2 separate regions of the Mus musculus genome follow, and region 2 is linked to region 1. Evidence: chromatin contacts called from public HiCAR-type data. All regions are on one chromosome and are shown on one strand. Each heading gives the region's core, a stretch centred on a gene start, on an enhancer-like site or on the middle of the called end of the contact. The rest is flanking DNA. Distances are from core to core; before and after follow the strand shown. Region 1 has its middle 10 kb from the start of Gm11482. Region 2 has its middle 38 kb from the start of Tnfsf8.

The links. HiCAR-type assays count read pairs that join an accessible place to other places.
Region 2: a HiCAR-type map of Th17 cells shows a contact between it and region 1, with 2.8 times the contacts expected there. The contact joins two enhancer-like sites. A contact is called at or near these places in 3 of 115 datasets of contacts at active chromatin or transcription factors (CD8 T cells, Th17 cells and effector CD8 T cells).

Annotation. Positions count from the first base shown.
Region 1 is chr4:63,641,007-63,648,024 of GRCm38.p6, reverse strand. No RefSeq gene overlaps it. Among named protein-coding and RNA genes, the nearest start is that of Gm11482, 10 kb to the right of the region's middle. Within about 2 kb of position 3,449, at least 13 of the 459 cell types and tissues checked have an H3K27ac peak or open chromatin away from gene starts, as enhancers often do. A contact at or near this core is called in CD8 T cells and Th17 cells, where this site is marked.
Region 2 is chr4:63,895,925-63,901,947 of GRCm38.p6, reverse strand. It overlaps the pseudogene Rpl17-ps4. Among named protein-coding and RNA genes, the nearest start is that of Tnfsf8, 38 kb to the right of the region's middle. Within about 2 kb of position 2,702, at least 52 of the 459 cell types and tissues checked have an H3K27ac peak or open chromatin away from gene starts, as enhancers often do. A contact at or near this core is called in CD8 T cells and Th17 cells, where this site is marked.

The sequences.
Region 1 (7,018 bases), core at 2,200-4,699:
TGGAAAGATCTCCCATGCTCATGGATTGGCAGGATCAATATTGTAAAAATGGCTATCTTGCCAAAAGCAATCTACAGATTCAATGCAATCCCCATCAAAATTCCAACTCAATTCTTCAACGAATTAGAAGGAGCAATTTGCAAATTCATCTGGAATAACAAAAAACCTAGGATAGCAAAAACTCTTCTCAAGGATAAAAGAACCTCTGGTGGAATCACCATGCCTGACCTAAAGCTTTACTACAGAGCAATTGTGGTAAAAACTGCATGGTACTGGTATAGAGACAGACAAGTAGACGAATGGAATAGAATTGAAGACCCAGAAATGAACCCACACACCTATGGTCACTTGATCTTCGACAAGGGAGCTAAAACCATCCAGTGGAAGAAAGACAGCATTTTCAACAAATGGTGCTGGCACAACTGGTTGTTATCATGTAGAAGAATGCGAATCGATCCATACTTATCTCCTTGTACTAAGGTCAAATCTAAATGGATCAAAGAACTTCACATAAAACCAGAGACACTGAAACTTATAGAGGAGAAAGTGGGGAAAAGCCTTGAAGATATGGGCATAGGGGAAAAATTCCTGAACAGAACAGCAATGGCTTGTGCTGTAAGATCGAGAATTGACAAATGGGACCTAATGAAACTCCAAAGTTTCTGCAAGGCAAAAGACACCGTCAATAAGACAAAGAGACCACCAACAGATTGGGAAAGGATCTTTACCTATCCTAAATCAGATAGGGGACTAATATCCAACATATATAAAGAACTCAAGAAGGTGGACTTCAGAAAATCAAACAACCCCATTAAAAAATGGGGCTCAGAACTGAACAAAGAATTCTCACCTGAGGAATACCGAATGGCAGAGAAGCACCTGAAAAAATGTTCAACATCCTTAATCATCAGGGAAATGCAAATCAAAACAACCCTGAGATTCCACCTCACACCAGTCAGAATGTCTAAGATCAAAAATTCAGGTGACAGCAGATGCTGGCGAGGATGTGGAGAAAGAGGAACACTCCTCCATTGTTGGTGGGATTGCAGGCTTGTACAACCACTCTGGAAATCCGTCTGGCGGTTCCTCAGAAAATTGGACATAGTACTACCGGAGGATCCAGCAATACCTCTCCTGGGCATATATCCAGAAGATGCCCCAACTGGTAAGAAGGACACATGCTCCACTATGTTCATAGCAGCCTTATTTATAATAGCCAGAAGCTGGAAAGAACCCTGATGCCCCTCAACAGAGGAATGGATACAGAAAATGTGGTACATCTACACAATGGAGTACTACTCAGCTATTAAAAAGAATGAATTTATGAAATTCCTAGCCAAATGGATGGACCTGGAGGGCATCATCCTTAGTGAGGTAACACATTCACAAAGGAACTCACACAATATGTACTCACTGATAAGTGGATATTAGCCCAAAACCTAGGATACCCAAGTTATAAGATACAATTTCCTAAACACATGAAACTCAAGAAAAATGAAGACTGAAGTGTGGACACTATGCCCCTCCTTAGAAGTGGGAACAAAACACCCTTGGAAGGAGTTACAGAGACAAAGTTTGGAGCTGAGATGAAAGGATGGACCATGTAGAGACTGCCTTATCCAGGGATCCACCCCATAATCAGCATCCAAACGCTGACACCATTGCATACACTAGCAAGATTTTATCGAAAGGACCCAGATGTAGCTGTCTCTTGTGAGACTATGCCGGGGCCTAGCAAACACAGAAGTGGATGCCCACAGTCAGCTAATGGATGGATCACAGGGCTCCCAATGGAGGAGCTAGAGAAAGTACCCAAGGAGCTAAAGGGATCTGCAACCCTATAGGTGGATCAACATTATGAACTAACCAGTACCCCGGAGCTCTTGACTCTAGCTGCATATGTATCAAAAGATGGCCTAGTCGGCCATCACTGGAAAGAGAGGCCCATTGGACACACAAACTTTATATGCCCCAGAACAGGGGAACGCCAGGGCCAAAAAGGGGGAGTGGGCGGGTAGGGGAGTGGGGGTGGGTGGGTATGGGGGACTTTTGGTATAGCATTGGAAATGTAAATGAGCTAAATACCTAATAAAAAATGGAAAGAAAAAAATGAAAACCAACCAAAAAATAAGAAACCCAAGAATGCTAATGCCAATATGTCAAAGCTGAAATCATCCACAATAAAGTAAATGTGTTATAACTGGAAAAAAAAAATAAATGAGTTCTAGAAGACAGTTTCTTATTCGATCAAAAGGAACCAGTGTGGCTTGCTCCATCCTTCTCTCTTTGAACTGATACTACATCTTCAACTGCTGTCCCACTAGCTCTTTCTGCCATGATGGAAATGTCCCTGCACATCTTCAGTGGCTCATTAAGAAGCTACAAGTCACTCGAAAAGCAGCCAGTGCCTGAGCACTAGATTCTTTTTCTTTCGTTTCAATTCATCTAAACTTAAAACGCTGCCTGTGGCTGATGGTTACCTTACTGGGCAGCTAGGACTAAAGAATGACAGATTATCTGAGTCCAGGGTTGGTCCATCCATCTCCACTCATTGTTACAGGAATGAAATAAAGCTTCAGGTCTCAAGTCACCATCAATCAAGTTTTCTGGTCCCACAGCTTCATGTGCTGTTACTGATATTAGTAGGGAGGGAGACTGGAATGCTCCGGTGAAAGGAGGAATAGAACAGAAGCCTCCCCATTCCCCTCACACTCACATCCTCTCTGACTCAAGGCACGAATTTCTCAAACAGCCACAACACATCCTGCTATATGCCTCCCCTGCCATGCTTCTCTGATGTAGGGGTGTCTGTGTGTGTGTGTGTGTGTGTGAGAGAGAGAGAGAGAGAGAGAGAGAGAGAGAGAGAGAGAGAGAGAGAGAATTTATGCCTCGTGTGTAACACAGTAGATAAGGGAGTGTCTCCTGAAGGAGTTATTGTAGAGCTTGTCTCAAAATGGATGGAAAGACAAGTGCATGTGAGGAGAGTCCTGGAGTTCAGTCACCTACGGAAAGATGGGAGCCTTAGAATATACACCTCAACTGCTCTGGGAATCAGACACTCCCAACATCTTACTCTGATTGGGTCTCCAAGCCTGGATTTCTTCTTTTGGTCATAGAAGGTCCCACTAGCCTTGGACCACACTGAAAGATGGAACTGGGAGAGTTGAACTCCAATGAGTGGACAGGAAGCAAGCACAGCAACCAGCCCTATGAGTGGTCCTCTCTGTTAATACCTGAAGTGCCCAGGGATTGATATCCTCAAACACTACCATTGACACAGCCCTCCTCACTGCTCTGCAGAATGAAGAGTCTCACACACACACACACACACACACACACACACACACACACACCCTGGTGTGGTGAATCTGAACACACAGGGCAATGAGCAGAGCTTCTAGTATCACTCAAAAACAGAGTGCTGGCAGAATTGTTTCCTTTAGGGAAAGCAGAGAAAACCCCAGAGTCTAAAGCTATGACAACAGAAGCCACAAAGGAAATAGCTGGGACTACAACACAGCCCTTAGGCTGGAAGGATGGAGGAAGGTTGTTATGACAACCTGCTAGTCTTCATCCATTAACAATGCCAGCAGATTTGTTCTATAGTAAGCTACAGATTACTAAATGATAAGTTCTAAATATAATATGACTTTCATCAAAATCAATGTATATCAAAGAGGTGTGTGTGTGTGTGTGTGTGTGTGTGTGTGTGTGTGTGTGTGTGTGTGTTCACATGTGTGGTAACTAGGTCTCTCAGTGAATCTAGAGCTCACCATTTTGGCTAGACTATCTAACCAGCAAGCTCCAGAAAAAGGATGGGGAAGAAATGATGCCTCACTTCCTGTGTGCATCAGAGTTTCAGTAGGCCAATCCCACAGCAGAGATAGTATGTGTCACAGCAAGGGTACCTAGAAGTAATTTCCCTTCAGGCTTCCCAGAGGAAGGTGAATCATTCTGCTTTCACTCCCTCATTAGGTTATATGAGCATACATACATATGTATATGTATACACAAAGATAGCTATGGTATATGTAATATATGTGATGTGTGTACACATATAGATATGCATCTTTGTATGCATACATGTACATGTGTATGTACATGCATGCAGATAATATATGTATATATGTGGATGTACATATTATGTATTATATGTACAAATTTACAAGCCTATATGTGTGTGTGTATACACATATACATATATATGTGTATATGTGAATGGGTATATATGTGTGTGTGCATGTGTGTATTTACATACAGACATTTATGTATATATAGATGTGTGTGTGTATGTGTGTATGTATGTATATGTATATATATATGGGTGTATATATACATGTAGATATATGTACATGCAGATAGAGACATATACATACACATAGTTATTCATTTATATACCCATACATATGTATAAAATATTTGCTTCTTGCCCACAATAGGTCACAGACTTCCTTCTGACTCAAATCCACTTCATATGGAGAAAGTTCAGATTTTGAGTCCTGGAGTTCACCATTTTGGGTAGACTCAAATCTCAGGCCACAGGACCAAGGAATCATAAAGAAGACAGCCGAAATGAGATCCATGAGAGGCTAATGTAAGAGTCAACTCCACAGGAGGTACTCCAGAGCAGGGCAGAAGTGGTGGTCAGAGTGGGAAGTGCCTCATGAATTGTAACCTAAGCACAGGGAACTCAATAAGATGATGCTGAGCTGGTGTCCCAGCACCTTACATCAGGGTCACCTTCAAGAAGCCCCTGGCTAGGCTCTGTGCATCTTCTGATTCCTGATATGGCTGTGTGTCTGCTGCTGAATCATATGGGGAGGAACTCGACCCCCCCGCTCTGCCACATTCTCAGTTTGGGAGCACCCCTAGTCTCTCTCTACAGAATGTTCAGAAGAGGCACTGGGGTAGTAAGAGCTGTGGACTTTGTTGTGTTTCTTTCTTTCTTCCAATGCTCAGCCTCCAACCACCACATGGAAATGAGGAGAAAATTACAAAACAATTGGGAGTCTGACAATTGGGGAAGCCCAGAGATCCTGGGGTATAGGAATATTTTATTTAATTCATAGATTGTGAACTGGCACTATAACGTATCATTTATACTCTAGTCTTTTATGAACCTGAACAAAAAGGCTTGCTGACAAGGTAAATCACTACCCAGCATACTAGAAAACTCAAGATGTTTAAAATACAGGGGATCTAGTCAGGGGTCCACAAGCAACAATAAGAATAAATGAATATGCTTACAAAAGGAAAATAAAAGCATTGCATAAGTCCACAGCTGCAGAGTTGTACACAGTGCAGCGTCTGAGAGTTACTGTCCCTAGAACTCTTGGGAGCTAAAGTTCTCAGCTTTTATGCCTGGACCATTTCTTATAAGGCATGGGGGAGAGATGGCTTTGCAGTGGTGAGAGTTGTGTCCAGATACAATTATGGGTCTATTCTATTCAGAGTGTATGGCTAGAAGCCTGACCCAGAGACTTGCACCTTTCCCCTCCCAACCCCTTGGAGTGACACCTACTAGATATGTCACAACAGCAAGGAAATTCAAAAGAGAATCTAAAGGCAATCTTACGAGATTTGGGGACTCTCTGAAGGCTCACTCTAAACTCAGCCCTGGGGTAGCTCCCAGCTGACAGTGGAGGTTGTCATCTCCATCCCACCAGTATCAAAACGGGGTAAAGAGGAGATAGCTCAGTCAAGAAAGAAGTGCTTATCATGTAAGCATGGGGACCTGCGTTTGGACACCCAGTATCCATGTAAAGGCAAGCTCAATGGTGTGCCCTGGAACTCCAATGCTGGGTGGGACAGAGACAAGTGTACCCACGAAACCTGGTGGAAATTGGTGAGCTTCAGACTCAGTGAAAAAACTTGTCTCAAAAAATTAAGGTGGGACACGATCATCTCAACTGATAGAGAAAAGGCCTTTGACAAAATCGTTCTTGGATTTTGTTTCTTTCTTTATTTTGTTTTGTTTGTTTTTATTGTTTTTGTTTTACCATTATTTGTTTTATTTTTTTATGTCTTTTTTTTTTCTTAAGATTACAAGGGCTTTAAGTTGAAAGGGTGAGTAAGTAGGGTGGACCTGTAAAATGGAAGGGGAAACCATTAGAAGAGCATATTGTATGAAAATAACTTTATTTTCAATTAAAATTAAATTTAAAAAATCGAAGTGGGAAGCTACTGAGAAAGACATCCAATATGGAGCCCTGGCCCTCACACACATGCATATACACGTGAACACATACATGTATACCACACACATACAAAGTTGCTATGGATCTTAACACTAAGGCAAGTGGGGCAGGAACTGAGACGTTCCTCAGGCAAGAGTTTGAGAAAAGAGATTAAGAGGAGATTCCCAGCTCCAGAAAGTCTCTTCATCAGAAGTCATCACTTCACCCTGACATCCCCATCACTCAACCAACAGAAGAGCAACCTCTAGGCCAACCCTTCCAAGACCCATCTGAGCTTCTGAAAGACAAGGATTTGACCTGCTCCCAGGGACCTCTTCTATTTCACAGTGTGCCAGTGTCGAGAGGAGATGTGTTCACTCCCTTATCACTCTCAATCCACGTGCACACACAAGGGATGTTGGCGGTGTATTGATAGATCTCAGCTTAAGCCATGTGGGAACAGGGTAAAGGGATGGAAACAAGAGACCCAGACAGGGAATCTAGTTACTAAACTTATGGAAGTTAGGCCATATGACAAAATGTAAGAGCTACAGCCCCCAGACAAATACTATAGAACGTCTTTTTTTCTCTCTTCTGAAAGTGGATGTAAAAAGAGTTCTGAGCTAGTGCATCTGGGCACTGGCAAGCTTCCACTTAAAGAGACATGAGCTGTGTGTGGTGGTGGGGGTCATCACACTCTGTGTGCAGGAATGAGGGGTTATGCTCCTGGAGGCCCTCTGAGACCCCTGTGGGGTGGTCTCTTCCGACTTCTGGGCTTTGACACTCCCCAAAAACCTCATCGTAGAGGAAGGGAGTCAAATCAATGTTCCCTTCCAGTACCC
Region 2 (6,023 bases), core at 1,453-3,952, 250 kb before region 1:
CTCCACACCAGCCAAAGCAAACAGAGGGAGGTGAACCCAAAGGCCAGTTTCCGCATCACTAAATGTGTTACTATGATTCAGAGAAGTTTCCTAAAGCTTCAGCAAAAAAGTTGGAAAGTCATAAGTCATATTTACTCTATTCACAGAGGCATCTTCTCCCCCATCATCTGACTTGCTCGCTATGCCAACAAGGCTCTGCTAGACCAAAGATCCAATACATTGGTATTTTAAAACTAGGTCCAAGTTGAGGGTCTCCTCTGTGCAATGCACAAAGGTGCTACATGTGTTCTCTCAATATACTTTAGCTCATGACTCTTGACTTCTAGCTTTCTGTTAAGTATAAAGTAGGTAGAGCCCATAGAGGTTAAATATTTTGACCAAGTCCATCTTAGTCAATCAAACTTGAGCTCACATATATCTGCCCCCAACAACCAGAACCTTAACTATCTATTATACTGGTTTCACGAACATAGGGAACAGTTTCAAATAAACTGGTTTCCTATTCAGAGAGCACCATGTCTCTACAACAGTTGTTCAGAATGTACTCTGCTTACTCTGCTTATAACACATTCTTAATCTCTCCAAAACCTAGAAACTTTAATTTCCTAACAAACTACTCCATTTTTCTCTGAGACCCATTTCAGGGATATGTCCTTTATTAAGCTGTCTACAATTCCACATCTGTGTCAGCCACTCATTATTTTCCACTGTTGTTCTGTTTGTTTACTTAACTGTATCTTCTGTAAGTCATGATCTCTTGAAAGCCTGCATTGGCTTGAGTACTTGTATCACTAGTGCCTAGGATATGACCAAATAGATAGGGTGTATTTAGTAGTTTATTAACTCAGAAGAGAAACTGATGAATAGGTGGGATGAAGGACGGATCAATGGATGAATTGGGTCATAGAGGGATGGATGATGGGTGAATGGGGAGTATGCATAGGTTTATAGGTGAATGAATTGGTTGGAAGCATGGATAGATGAAAGGATGGATGGGTGAAAGAATGGAATGAGTGAGTGGGTTAGTAGATGTGTGGGCTGGATATGTTGTAGGAAGGGATGGAAGAAAGAAAGAAAGAAAGAAAGAAAGAAAGAAAGAAAGAAAGAAAGAAAGAAAGAAAGAAAGAAAGAAAGGAAGGAAGGAAGGAAGGAAGGAAGAAGAAAGGAAGGAAGGAAGGAAGGAAGGAAGGAAGGAAGGAAAGAAGGAAAGAAAGGAAGGAAGGAAGAAAGAAGGGGAAGATGAATGGATGGGTGGAGGAGGAAGGGAAAAGGAAGGGAAGGAAGGAGAAGATACTTGGATAAATTTGACCTGAGTACTCATAAAGTAAAACTAAAGCCATTGACGTGTAAATAGTGGCATGTTAAGTCCCTTGTCTCTCAGCATTGACAAGTTTTTAATAACTCATCCATATTTGTGCTTCCTATCATCTCCTGCCCTTCTCCCTCTATCACCTCTCCAATATACTTTTGTTTTAAATGTGTATACTATAGAACTGAAATCATATGTGTAATGTTTTCATACTGACTCAGATATAAATAATGTTTCCTCATTCTTAATGTCAAAATCCTGTGAATGGAACATTTTTGTAATGTTTAAAAATAAAATCCAAAACATAAACACCTACAGTTTCCTCCCTTGAATTTTCAATGTACAGTAAATTGTTGCTGGTGTGTGTGTGAGTGTGTGTGTGTGTGTGTGTGTGTGTGTGTGTGTGTGTGTGTGTGTAACTATCAGTAGGAAAAAAGGAAAACTATCAAAACAGTTCAAAATTAAACATGACATCAGCAGCTACTAAGTGTAATCTTTCTCCCTCTCCTTCTACCTCTTCCTCTCCCCTTCCCATTCCTCTCTTTCTCGATCCCTGTCTTTGTCTCTCTTTTTGTCTTTCTGTCTGTGTGTGTGTGTGTGTGTGTGTGTGTGTTCATGTGCATGTATGAAGATAACCTTCTTATCCACATTTAAAATGAGACAATGAGGATTTGAAGAGACCAAGTTACAAGCCAGTAAGAAATAAAGAAGAGAGATTCAAACATAGGACTCATGCTTTTTTTTTCTGACAGATGAAATTAAAGAGACTCTATTGAGAAAGGAAAGAAAACAGTACCCAGAATCAACGAATACCCTCTTCTCAGCGAGAGCTCAAGACTCCTTGCCAGGGTGTTATAATCGTGGTATAGAACAGGCATGTCCACATTTCCTATGATTCAGTCCTGCCACGCTACTGTTCTTCACAAAATTAGACCACACTTAAGAAGAGGAAACCATAACAGGCTTGCAATTTCTTTTTCATATAAAACACATGTGCAAGCCCATAGGATGACATAGATTTTTATCATAATTTCAAGTAACAGAAATGTTGAGTGTGCAAACCATGAATTATGAATTCCAGAAACAAAACTTTCTTTGCTGGTTCTAGAGGCTTCTCACATACTGTTTCACAACCTACACACTCCACGCCTCCACTCCCAAGGTGTCTGCTTCCTCTTCCTCCCCTAGCCTAAGCCACGAACCCAACGTTATGCCAAACAGTATGGAGGGCATGCAGAAAAGAGCCTGAGCCCAGAGCGCAGAGCCCTTCCCTGTCCAGGGCACGTTAGAAAAATGCAGACTCTGCTTCTTTGTGGTTCTCTCAGGCTGAGCTGTTGAGCAAGAATGAGGAGAAAAGCAGGCAGGATGTGAGCCCCAGTTTTGTTCTGAGAATTTCTGCTGGGCCACAGATTTCTCTGGCTTGAACCATAGCGGTGGGCAGGGTAGAAAGTGTAACTGTCGAAAGTGTAGCCAGCGCTGTTGGAGAAACCATCCAAGTGAAAGCAGGAAGGGCGTCAGCCTCAGCCAGGAAGACGACCTGGCCCAGGCTAGATCCTGGTGAATGAGCACATCAATAGTCTTCACCCACATCTTATTGGCTCTCTGTGGTAATTATACCATCGTTCTAGGGTAGGCACTTGCCTTAGTGAGTTTCCCCCAAAGCAAACCTCAAACCTCTGAGTCTCAAGCTGACAAAATTTTACAGTCTGTACATACTTGTAGTGACTATGGGGGCTTATGCAGACCTGACTTCTGGGATTCTGGGTCTGCCAGTTGACAGCTACATGAACTTGAGAAAGTAACTACACCTCTTCCTGGCATTCTCTCCTTCAAAATCCTTCCCATAAACCCAGTTTCCACTACATGTTTGCTAATCATTTTTAATTGGATGTTGCCTTATTGCCCCAAATAGAAAAATAAAACCCTACTTATCCCCTGTGCTCCCCAAGTCTTTTGTGAGCGTCTCTGTTTGTGCCCGGTGAACCAGCAATGACTGAGAAGCTTCTCTAAGTCTCCATACCGGACCCTGCCTTAGGTGATCTTAATTGTTCCTCCGCCAACGCTCTGCGCTCCAGTTCATACCATCGTATCCCACCACATGAGACTCCTCGAAAACAGCCTCCATACCACAGACACACAAAAAAGTTCTTTCTGACTCATTTTGGCCAAGACAAACTACACTGTCACCTACACCAACGATGAGACAACACGCGTGAACTTTTAAGAGAGGCGAACTCACTGTGCTCAGCCTGGTACCCTTCATCATCTGAGTTCAGCTTTCTCTTCAGCCATCTTCTCCCAGACCATCTCCTGTCAAACCATTTCTTTAATAAACACACAGTTGTGGCTTAACTGTAGGGCATCTGCCTACACGAATGAAGCCCTAGGTTCAATCCCCACCCACTCTCCCATTCACACCACATGAAGTTATAGCATGCTTTCTTGAGTTGGTATGAAGGGTACCGTGGGTGAACAGGTGGACACAGGGTTATTATAGGGAAAAGCAGACAGATTTTAGGGAAGGCAACTCATGTACATGAACTTCTAGTTAAATGTGACAGCTTAAACATGAGCACTTCCCTTCTTGTTCACCTGAGACATTAAATCCTGTGGGAAAAAATGTCTTAAAGCGAAAGTGAATGGTCATGTTTAATTAGATTATAGAAGATGGGATAAATCGATGTATGGAAAATGGTTGACAATAAAGAAGAGTTAATTTAAAGACCCCAGAGGAATATACTGAACAAATTACTCAACGTATCCAAGGTTCCCAGAGATCTGATGCCACAGAAGGAAGGAACAAGACATGAACATAGGAAAGCTGAAGCCCATAGCTATCTTCTGCCTTCAGATGCAGAAAGTCCAGCACCCACCCAGAAGGAGGAGGCAGAGGAATTAGAAACTCTAGAAGACACAGGTGACATATGCAAATGAAAATGACCATGCTGCTAAGGTGTCCCCAGGGATCTCAGAGCCATGAAGTAAGGATGGAGAAAGAATAGTTAAGATAGTGCACAAATACAATTGAAATGGCAATCAGTAGAAATGCTTCAAGTTACAAAAAAGCTGGAGGAAGCCTTGAAAATTCAGAGGAAATATTTAATCTGGAACCCATCACTTATCTGAACTATCTACAAATATCAGGGTAACATTTAAACATTTTGAGATAGTTTATCTCCTAAACACACCCTCATTTTTAGGAAGTTACTTTAAAAAAATCCTCCAGCTAAACAGAGGAGCAAAGCTAGAAAGAGGAAGAGGTAGAGGCTGAGAAGCTGAGTCCCAAAGCCTGACAGCAGTGAAGCTCCCAGATGCCACCAGCAAGGCAGGATGCATACAGCCAGCAAGGCAGGATGCATACAGCCAGCAAGGCAGGATGCATACAGCCAGCAAGGCAGGACACATAGAGAATGACAAACACAGTCAGACCAGCTGAATGTAGGACTCCAGAAAAGGCCTGCAGAAAAGAAATAAAAATAAAACTATCAAGACTAATGTTATCATTTAGACCAGGGTGGTGAAACTGGAGTCTATGTATCTTTAAATAACAATTTATGGGGACACAGTCATGCTCTTTTCCTCCTAGTTTACAGTTCAATTACATATTATCTTTTTCTTCCCCAACAGTGAAATCAGCATAGCTGCCATAGACTGCCTGGACTGAAATAATCCTACAAATATTTGAGGTGGGATAGAAAGACAAAGTTGAGAGGGCATCTCCTGCCCTGGAGTCAAATTGAACTCTCTTGTCAACTACTAGTTAAGAAATCTAGCATAGTTTAAGGTATTTCCATAAAATCAGAGTGATCCACACTTAGGGCTTAGGCATATGTGGCCATCCGGAATAGTCGTAACTCTTTTTCACTTGTAAACCTACAACTATCTAGAAATTCCACGACCAAGATTATATATTTTGTTTGTAGTAAATCATACTTTGATTCCTCATGAAACACTTGTAAGACTGTATTTCACCTTGTCAACTGTAATCTATCCAGCGAAGAAGCACTTTATAATCACATTTAGCAACCATTTAAGATGTAATTTCAGAAGCTCCCTAAAACAAAGCCTGGCTTGATTTGCCCACACCCATGCTCTTGACTCTATGTGTTCCATTTTCTTTTTTTTTTAAATTAGGTATTTGTGTTCCATTTTCTAAACGATTCCCTTTCTATTAACCCCCTGTTTAAATATGTGGAATCTCTTCTAGATAAATTACAAATTATACAAAAATTATTTTCTGCAGAAAATGGGGAATCATGGCTTGGTCCAGGGTAGAGAGCTCAGCTCTTACTAGCAGCGTGTGGAACTATGCCTTTGGCTGCTACCTACTTCTGTGGACAGTATGATTCTTTACAACAACAAAAAAAGTTAACCTCTTATTTAAAAGGAAATACAATATTAATTGATGAAATGTGGCTTTTAAATTAAGAGGAAATATAAGAAAATAAAACAGTATCTATGAATAAAAATGGAGTTTCTAGCCTAAGAAATAATGATACAAAAGTCAGGCATTGAAGCGGCCAGAGGTCACCTGCCAAGATGGTTCGCTACTCTCTTGACCCAGAAAACCCCACAAAATCATGCAAATCAAGAGGGTCAAACCTTCATGTTCACTTTAAGAACACCCGGGAAACTGCCCAGGCCATCAAGGGAATGCATATCCGCAAAGCCACCAAGTATCTGAAGGATGTCACTTTAAAGAAGCAATGTGTCC